Regions from separate parts of the Mus musculus genome. Here regions 1 and 3 are each linked to region 2. A link is a contact called in public Hi-C and promoter capture Hi-C data. All regions are on one chromosome and are shown on one strand. The core of a region is the stretch at or near the end of the contact, and the rest is flanking DNA. Distances in the headings are between cores, read along the strand shown. Region 1 holds the start of Psip1 (PC4 and SFRS1 interacting protein 1). Region 2 holds the start of Haus6 (HAUS augmin-like complex, subunit 6). Region 3 holds the start of Snapc3 (small nuclear RNA activating complex, polypeptide 3).

Region 1 (3,236 bases), core at 453-2,952, 3.1 Mb before region 2:
TCATTATTTTTAAGTAATACCTTTCAAAGATTAAATTAGTTACGTGCATAAAAAAAATAGCCAGGCAGTGGTAGTGTACGCCTTTAGTCCCAGCACTCCAGAAGCAGAGGCAGGTAGATCTCCGAGTTTGAAGCCAGCCTGGTCTACGAGTGAGTTCCAGAACAATCAGCGCTACACAGAGAAACTGTCTTGAAAATGAAAATAAAAAATAGGTTGTATGAAAAAATAATTACAATTTTAGAACATGAGTCTATTTTTGAGTTTATCTAATAACCTTCTTTAAGTCTTATCTATAGTATTCTGAACCTTGACACCATTATAAACTAACAAAAAAAACCTATTTTTTTTTTCCTGAAAATGGAGCTCGGCTGTTTAATGTAACATCTTGAGCCCTTAGGACTTCTCCAGTTAGGTTAATCCAGTGTCCGGTCTACTTCTCCCTTTGGCTATGGAGAACAAAAAATGGAAAACAACATCTTCAAGGTCATAAAGCCAAAGACTGTGAATCTAAAGATCCAAATGAGCCGCCAACTGCAAATCGGTACGAAGCAACCTAAACCACAGCTGACATGCAAGGGCTTGGAGTCTGCATTTTTCGTTGACGCTTTGTATTTTGTTCAAAATTCCAAATTTTAAGGAAATGTCATGATTTCAACTCACAAAAATCCTACTTGATGATTTCGCCTCAATGAAACGTTAATTGAATGTCATCCCCAAAAACTGCTATATAGAACACCTGTCAGAGACTCAAAAAGGGAAACCGCCGCGGATATGAAGGAAAACCTAGAATTTTACAATTGTACGTGAGTATACAGAAAAAAAAAAAAAGAAAGAAAGCTAAAATGAAAGGTTCCAAGTAACGGTAAAGAGAAAAGGAGAGGAAGGACTGAAAGGAAGCCGAGAAGAAACGATGGGAGGCAGGCCGCACCGCTACACCGGGGCTACAAATCACTTACTCGAGCTGGCCAATGAGGATAACCTTTCATCTTGGCGAAGATGAGGTCTCCAGGTTTGAAATCGCGAGTCATGTTTGAGGGGCGACGCCGGGAGTCCCAAGACCAGAAGGGGGAGCAGCGCAGCCGCGATCAGGAGATGCGAGAGCACAGACGCGAGCTGGGACTGGCGGGCCCGCGGGCGGGGGAGGATGCCTCGGGGTGTCCCGACGCGCCTGCGAGGGACAGCAGGGAGGGCGGTTAAAGCGCAAACCCCAGGGAGGGGCCGCGGGGAGGAGGGCAGGGGGAGGGGAGGCGGCGGAGGGGGAGGGGGAGCCGCCTGCGCGCCTCCTCGGACAGAGCGCGGCCTCGGCCCCGAGCAGCGCCGGGGCCTGCGGTCGCGGCCACCTGAGGCAGGGATGCTGCCCGCCACCCGGCCGCCGGCCTCCCACCCCGGCGCTCCCAGGGCTTTTCCCACGGGCCGCAGCCCACGAGGGAGGGGCGCGGCGGGGAGAGGAGGGAGGCTGCGAGCGCGGCCGCCCGCTTCCCATCCGCGCCGAGCGGGGGCGGGGCGGCTCTCACCTGCCGGGCGGCGGCGCTGGGGCTGCGGGGCGCGCTGGCCGCTCCTGCCCACGTCCACGCCGGCCACCTGCGCCACCAGCTGCCGCAGAGGCGTCTCAACGGCTCCGAGCTGCAACCGCCACCGCCACCGCCACCGCCGCCGATGTCGCTACGCCGCTCCCGCGCGGCTCCCGCTCGGCGCCCGCTAGCGCTGGGCCGTACCAAGTGCTCGCGCAGGCACGGGTGGCGCTACAGCCGCCGAGCGTCGTGGCTCGGGAGCTGAGGGCCTGAGTCCCCTAGAGCCCACAGGTGCCCCTGGTTGCGACCAATTGCAAGCAGATGCCGTGGGAGGGGAGGGAGAGGGGAGGCCCGGAGAGAGGCACGCGGGAGCTGTCCCTCTCCTCCACCCCCCCCACGGCTGGCACAGTGGTCGCGCCCGGCCCGCCCCTGCTGGCTGCTCTGCGTGTGTGTATTTGTATGTGTACTGTATGTAAAAGACGGGGAGGGAGGAAACGATTGTTGTGGACCCGGTTTGGGGGCGGGTATCCGGGCCTGTAGCCCACGGCTGCATGTTTAAGAGAATGTGGCAGCCCAAGGTGCTTGTTCTCGCATCCTTCTCCTTGGTGCGAGTACTGTAGTGCTCCTGCGCAGTTTACATCATCCCCAAAATGAAGAGCTGTGCAAAATCCCAGAGATGAAATTGGAATATGAAGCAGTTGCAGGGTGTGCACCTTGTAGGCCTCTTACACCTCGCAGAATGGGCTTTGCAGTCTCCTTTTCTTGGGACTGAAACATGAGAAAGCCCTATTTCATTTCCCTGATATTTCAACCGCGGAGAACCGTTAACGAAAACACAATCCCATTGAATGCAAAACGTCAAGGATATAAAACAATGACAGAGAAAGCGTAGTTAGCTTGTTAGTTAGGATGTGGATTTGGGCCCAATCTAAATTTTAGCCCTGCACTTAAAATTCTATTTCCCTAGAAAAGTGATATATATGGTGGTAGGTGATACAGGAGAGAAGAGTTACTAACACCTAAATATTTCATCATTTAAAATTCTCTTAAAGGGTATTTAAAGGTGAACTTATTTTTGATCCTTTAGCCAGTGGATGCTTTTAATATTTTGTAATACACCTTCTGAAATGGGTTGACTTTTACGATCTTTACTCTAGCAGAACTAATATTATTTATCCATTAACATCCAGGTTCCCAATAAGTAAGGATGTGGCAAATTAGAAGACATTAAAGTATTAAGAAAAAATAAGTCTTTTGTTTCATCCTTCATTGAATCTCTCCAAAATCCTGTTTAGAATAGAGCACTGTTTGGTGTTGAATATACAGCTAGGAACAAGATTAGGTATTTCCTATATCAAACAGGCTAAAAATATTAAAGATATTAAGAATATTAAAATGTGTAAGCAATAATACTGCTTTAAATAAAGACTCACAGCTGAGACTCAGGAAGAGCTTTGTTTGAATAGGCAAAAATTCAGGGCTTTATTTATAAAAGGAATATTGCATGTCTTTAAAAGGAAATCTGGCACCCCAATGTTAAATGCCTAGCAAGCAGGCCACTGTAGATGTGCATCGTGCAGAGGGCTCCGCATGGAGCTAAAAGAAAGAAAGGAAATTATTGGTGATATGTCTTCAAGCTTCTCACCGTGAATCTTAGGTTGTGTGCTTTGGGGGCTATCCAAGGTTGCATGGTAAGAAGGGGGATAAAACTGATTGCTTAAAACT
Region 2 (3,348 bases), core at 380-2,879:
CCATCTCAAAGGAAAAAAATGGGGGAGCATCCTTTAGTATGCAAATTTACTTTCGTCCCTAATAGTAAAATTACATGTATGCCATGGAATTGCTTTAAAATAACATGTATAACCTACTACAAGTGAATGATTGCATACTATCATATACCTACTTAACTGAGGTTGCATAAAAATGTCTAAAGCATCAAAAAACAAAACAAAGTTAATTTAACTAGGGATGGTTGGTGGGACGTTTTAATCCCCAGCACATAAGAGGCAAGGGCAGGCTGGTATCTGAGTTCAAGGCTAGCCTGTCCACAAAAAGAGGTCCAGAAGCCTTGTCTTGAAAAATAAACAAACAAACAAAAACAAAAATCAAACAAAAGACAAAATTCATTGAGACTGGAGAGATGTCTCAGGTTACTAACAGTGTCTGCGCCTCCAAAAAGACACGGGTTCAATTCCCAGAATCCACATGGCAGATCTAAACTGTAACTCCAGTCCCAGAAGATCTGACAACCTCACACAAGACATACAAGCAAGCAAAACAGCAATCTGGAGGAGCAAGGCGATGGAATTAAAATCCCAGCACACCTCCCATTACTACAGAGAGGGGGGTTTTGTCTCAAAATAAAAATAATAGTAGCCGGGCGGTGGTGGCGCACGCCTTTAATCCCAGCACTTGGGAGGCAGAGGCAGACGGATTTCTGAGTTCAAGGCCAGCCTGGTCTACAAAGTGAGTTCCAGGACAGCCAGGGCTATACAGAGAAACCCTGTCTCGAAAAAAAAAAATAGTAATAATGGTGATGATGGTGATATAGTAATAATAGAATCATTCTTTCCATTAAATTATAAGGAGGAAAGGGGGCCTGAAACCGGAAGCTCGTGTCTAAAGTATACAAATATAAACAAAGTATTTCTTTTTGTGATCGCAACCATAACTGAAGTGGCAAAGGAAAGGGTATCGGCTTTTGATTTTCATTCCCACACATTATTATGTTTTTGCTAGCTGTAACATGTTTTAGTTCGGATTCAAAGTTTAAACCCACAGTTAACTACTTATAAGATGTTTGCATATATAGTTCCCCGACGCCTCCCACCAACTACAGACCACGAAGGCAGGGTTAAGCGGGCCCGCCGTTGTGCCTCAACTGCAGAGCACGCCTCTAAAGCGTCCCGCACCCGCATCCCTTACACTGGTGACGACCAGTCCCCCACCACAGGGTTCTGCCGCCAGTGACTGGACGCCAAGGACCGCGCCACCGCCCCAGATCTCCTTACTCTCCAAGGTGCGCGTGCGGCACCATCTTCCCGCCGAACGTGATGCTGGAGCTCGGATCCAAGCCCAGCGCCTGCAGGTACATCCAGAGATGCTGCTTCTCGAAAGCGGAGTCCCGGGCCGAGCTCATGCTTTCCACGGGCAGGGCGACTGTGACGGAGGAAAACGAAGGCACCGAAGCCGTGAGGACCCTTGGACCCCTCCTACAGGCATCCCGGGGTGACGACAACCCCTCTGCGGCGGCCGCCCGCTGCCTCCTCTCCGAGAGCCATCCCACCACAAAAGGCCGAACGCGCCCAGAAAAACAGACAGTGACTGCAGCGCTCCACGCAAACCAAGACTCCCGCGCTTGCGGAAGACTACACTGCGCAGGCGCAGGCGCAGTCCCGACTTCCGGGACTGGTCTTCCTAAGAGGACTCAATCTCCCACCATGCAATGCATCCCTGTCTCCGGGCACATGAAGTCCCTGAGAGAAACTATAAGACCCACAAAGCATTGCGTGACCAGCCAATTGCCCCAAGGTCCGGAAACCGGGTGTTTTCTAGAGCCCTCCCGGCCTTAGTTCCGGATTCTTTGCGTTTTAGGTTTCTGTTGCTCGGGTTGTGATTGCTGTTCAGTAAAAGCTACATTGTAGCTCCTTATAGTGAGTGATGCAGGTGTATGGCCCTAAACAAATCATCTTTTCCTTTATTTTAAGACAGGGTCTTGTCCGGTGGAGGCAGCGGTGTACTCCTTTAATCCCAGTACTCAGAGGAGAAGAACTTTGTTAGTTCGAGAACACTACTGATTTCCGGGACAGCCAGAGCTACACAAAGAAACCCTGTCTCGAAATAAAACAAAGCAAAACCAAAAAGGCAGGATCTTGCTATGTAGCTCTAACTTTATGTAGCGCAGTCTGGCGTCGAAGACTGTACCTGCCTTCCTACTATATGAATTAATGGGCAAGAGTCACAGGGGCCGATGGAGTTGTTCATTGATCACCTCATCTAGAGTGCTTGGCAAAATTTTTATTATCAAATGTTTCTTTGGTCGTGGAGGTTGCAAGTCGAGATTTCTTTTAGCCTCCTCTGGCCTTGAACTCCCTTCCCAAAGGAAGATGACCCTGAATTCCTAATTCTGGAATGCTCTCCATCTTTGTGGGAGGCACCACCAGCCATACTTCAACTTGCTGTACTAGAAATCTGTCTCTCACCGGGCAGCACTTGGGAGGAGAAGACAGGCGGATTTCTGAGTTGCAGGCCAGCCTGGTCTACAGAGTGAGTTCCAGGACAGCCAGAGCTATTCAGAGAAACCCTATCTCGAATAACAACTACAACAAAGTCTGTCTCTCTGCTGAGTGTCAGGAGTCATAATGGGACAAGCATCATCCTGAAGTGGTCTACTTCGGATTATTAGATGACCTGCGACAGGTGCACCCTTATTAAGCAAGGCTGTAAGGAATTCATTTTAGGGAAGATTCCTGCTATTAATATTGCTTTTCCTGTTATTATTAAAAATATATAACAATCACTAAGTAGTAGCACACCCCTTTGGAGCAGATCTCTGCAGATCCATGAAGATGTATTGTCTTGTAGTGATGCCATATAGACAAATAGATGACTTAAGTCATCATGATGATCCTATAAGAATTCCTAAAATTTTATCTGTGATTATTAAGCTCATTTTTACTGGGACTCCTATTAAGTCGTTTTTGATAGTCAAAACTGCAATGAGAACTCGGCCAATTTTCCACATGTTACCAGTTCTTAGATGGTAACCAGATTTTCTCCTATTCAGAGCACATTCCAAGAGGTGATAAAACAATTAACCAAAAGTCATATAAAGGGAACTAATGATTTATTATAGGTGCTAGGACAGAAGATAAAATATTGACTGGGTTTATCTATACAAAACTTCACTAATAACTTAGTTATGGTTTTAAACCTTCAGTGAACCTGTGGAGCTGAGACAGGTGATGGATGTTTAGCCAGAAAATTATTCCTAATGGATACGAATGTAGACATTCTCTATTGTAAACTTCTATTTCAATTTATGATTTGATTTTTTGTGTGAACTTTGTGATCATGTATTCTGAAAGATGTATAGGTAC
Region 3 (3,168 bases), core at 332-2,831, 3.2 Mb before region 2:
GCTGATGGCCTGTGATATGGAAGCCAAGTTGCTTTGGTCATGGTGTTTTGCCCATATTGTCTGTGCACTATTGCATGCCTGGTACCCAAAGAGGTCAGAAGAGGCCCTGGAACTGGAGTTATAGACCACTGAGAACTGCCACACGGGTGCTGGGAACCGAACCCAGGTCCTCTGGAAGAGAAGCTGAAGCTCTTTAGCCACTGAGAGACATCTCTCCAGTCCTGCTTGTTGTTTAGGAGACAGGAATTCCTGTATCCCAGGCTTGCTTCAAACTCCCTCTGAAGGTGATTATGACCTTGAACTTCTGGTCCTCCTGCCTCTCCCTTGCAAGTGCTGGGATTATTGATCCCAGGACTTCATGCATGTGAGCCAAGTATTTTATCAGTTGAGCTGCAGCCCAGTCCATCCAATGAGTTTCAATAAATAAAATATATAATATCCATGCAATACAATTAAATTCAACCAAAAAGGGGGGGGGGATGAAGTACTGAAATTTGCTGCAAAGTAAAAATATTGTACAATATTATAGAAACCTATTGTAAAGGTCATATATGATTACATTTATATTACATGTAGAAAATAAACTGGGTGTGGTGGGACATACCTTTAATCCCAGGACTCAGGAGGCAGAAGCGGCTGTGAATTCAAGGCTAGACTGTTCTACGTAGTGATATCCTATTTCAAAAAGCCCAGATAGCAAACCTTTACAGACGTAAAGCCTGAAAAGTGTTGGCTAAAGTTGGAAGGATTGGGAGTCATAACTAAAAGCAACCTTTTCACGAGTGGTGAAAATGTTCTTAAACTAATGGTTGCCCCATTGTGAATATACTAAAAGCCACTAAAGGAATAGTTCCAATGGCTGAATTATACAACATGTGTCACAGGACAATCATACAAGCCAGGGATTGTTCAGCACACCCTGCTATGATATTTGGAACAGCTGAGCGATGGCCAAGCTTCAGAAACATCTAGGCTCACTGGGTTTCAAGCTACTTCCATTTCCTAGTTTACCGGTTTACTCCTTTAACAATCACATTCGGCTCTCTCCCCGGAAAAGTGGTGACTTTTCAAAATATATACATATGGCTAAGAATGAATTTGTGTGTTGCATAGCCGACGTTCGATAAGCTCTATCGTGCAGGTAGGTATACAAAGGCACGCATACAAACACACACCGTGCCTTTCAGAAGATTCTGGACGAACCAGTCTCAGTGCCCCTTGTCCTTCAGGATTCTCTCTAGGATAGGAGGAACCGCAGAGCAGCTCGCAAAACCAGTGGACAAAAGTCCCGCCCCTACGAACCAGATTTGAGAAAACTATGAGATGGGGACCCAATGATTGAGTCTTTAGGTAATTGTGGGTCCCAATACCAGATCAGCTCGGAACACAGCGAGCCGCACAGCCCTCGGACAAGTCCAGAGAACAATGCATCCAGCCCGGCCCACAGCGACCGAGCCGCGCCCAGGCGGTAGCCAGCCTGCTGGGAAATGTAGTTTCTGAAGCACAGCTCGCGCAACCGCCCGCCACCCCGGAGCTCTGCAAAACTACAAATCCCGTCACGCCCCGCGACGCCCTCTCGCCAGCTTTTGCCGGAAGGGATCGTGGCTGACATGGCGGAGGACCTGCAGGGCGGCGGTGCGGGTGGCCCACAGCACCCAGTCCCCAGTGCGAGCCACAGCAGCTTTCCGGAATACGAGCTTCCCGAGTTGCACACGCGCGTGTTCCATGTGGGCTCCTTTGGGGAGCTATGGCGTGGCCGGCTAGGGGCCCAGGATTTGTCGCTGAGCGAACCGCAGGCAGCCGAGCAGCCGACCGACGGAGGGGCATCCAACGACGGCTTTGAGGATGCTGCAGTAGCCAGCGATCTGGGCTGCAGTCTGGAGGCAGCAGCAGAGCTGAGGGTCGTGTGCGGGTGAGTGTGCGGCTTCGGGGTTTTGCGTGGATCCCGCAGGGCTCAGCCTCGTCCCTGCGCTTCTCGGAGACCCTTAACCTTCGTCCCCCTAAACCCTTTCCGGAAGGCCGGAAGAGATCCTTGGGTCCAAAAGCACTTTCCTGAGGGGTGGATCCAGTAACGGGACACTACAAATGCACGAAAGACTTCTATTCTTGATCTTTAAAGTGCTTGTTGAAGTAACAGCGGTATATATCTGTCATTGATATTTGGACAATGGAAGTACCTGAGGATGGAGGAGACTTAAACAGAGCCGGGTTGAAACCTTTATTAACCGTGGTTTCTAGCGGTCCTCATGAAAATGTTATTACTAAAATTTCCCTAAAAGTTTCTTACCTGGAAATAGAAATACAAAAACTAACTTGTAGCGGTCCTTCTCCTTTTGACAGTACTGGCTGTCCTCAAATGAACATACACCCTTTTCGGTATAACACTGGCACAAAAACCATTGTCTTGAATTCTGGCCTCTTTTGAGCTGCCTGCTGGATTTCATAAGACTTAATTATTCAATGATGTATTTAGGACAAGCTCTGACCCGCTGTTGAAAAATGCATGGCTGATCATAAATCGTTGCTTTTCCTTTCTCCCTTTCCCAACCTCCCTTTCTCTAAGCCTTGATAAACTGAGATGCCTCGGGGAAGATGAAGACCCGGAAGTCATCCCAGAGAACACTGACCTAGTGACTTTATGGTATGAGTTTTGTTTTGTTATATGCTATTTGTTTTGGTGCTGGAGATGAAACACGACCTACCACTAAACTACAGTTAGTCTTTCTGCTGTTTATCTGAACACTCTGAATGTTTTACTCCACCACTTAAAATTCAACCATTAGTTTGGTGTCCTGGCTTTTGGCTGTAATCCCAGCCCTCGGGAGGCTGAGTCAAAACTGATGTAAGTTAGAGGTTAGCCTTAGCTACCTAGTGAGTTCAATGATAATTGATGACTGGTTGTTGTTGTGGTGGTGGTTGTTGTTGTTTTAAACATTTGGACATCCTTTCTTTGGCTCTGTGGCTCTGTGGCTCTGTGGCTCTGTGGCTCTGTGGCTATGGGATACAGTTGTGTGTGTTTCCCCAGGCTCTTCCATTCAGTAAATCACAGATACTGTGCTAATTTACCCATCAGTTACGTAGCTCCAAAAGAAGTACCATTCTGTAATTTGGGATTAGGGTGATATTTTTTTTTTTTTAAGATTTATTTAATGTATATGCGTACACTGT

What was found. Promoter capture Hi-C pulls out the DNA fragments that hold promoters and counts their contacts. Hi-C and Micro-C count contacts between places; a contact is called where the count stands out from the background.
Region 1: a contact with region 2 is called in a promoter capture Hi-C map of cranial neural crest. The contact joins the promoter of Psip1 here to the promoter of Haus6 in region 2. A contact is called at or near these places in 2 of 39 promoter capture datasets (cranial neural crest and pre-B cells) and 1 of 484 Hi-C or Micro-C datasets (granulocyte-monocyte progenitors).
Region 3: a Hi-C map of uterus shows a contact between it and region 2, with 7 times the contacts expected there. The contact joins the promoter of Snapc3 here to the promoter of Haus6 in region 2. A contact is called at or near these places in 1 of 39 promoter capture datasets (pre-B cells) and 1 of 484 Hi-C or Micro-C datasets (uterus).

What each region holds. Positions count from the first base shown.
Region 1 is chr4:83,484,761-83,487,996 of GRCm38.p6, forward strand. Psip1 (PC4 and SFRS1 interacting protein 1) reads right to left here and starts at 1,703. Exons shown (of 16, transcript NM_133948.6): 1 at 1,515-1,703; 2 at 957-1,168. The coding sequence starts at 1,028.
Region 2 is chr4:86,610,426-86,613,773 of GRCm38.p6, forward strand. Haus6 (HAUS augmin-like complex, subunit 6) reads right to left here and starts at 1,630. Exons shown (of 17, transcript NM_173400.3): 1 at 1,261-1,630. The coding sequence starts at 1,388.
Region 3 is chr4:83,416,143-83,419,310 of GRCm38.p6, forward strand. It overlaps Snapc3 (small nuclear RNA activating complex, polypeptide 3), which reads left to right and starts at 1,582. Exons shown (of 9, transcript NM_029949.4): 1 at 1,582-1,912; 2 at 2,564-2,641. The coding sequence starts at 1,611.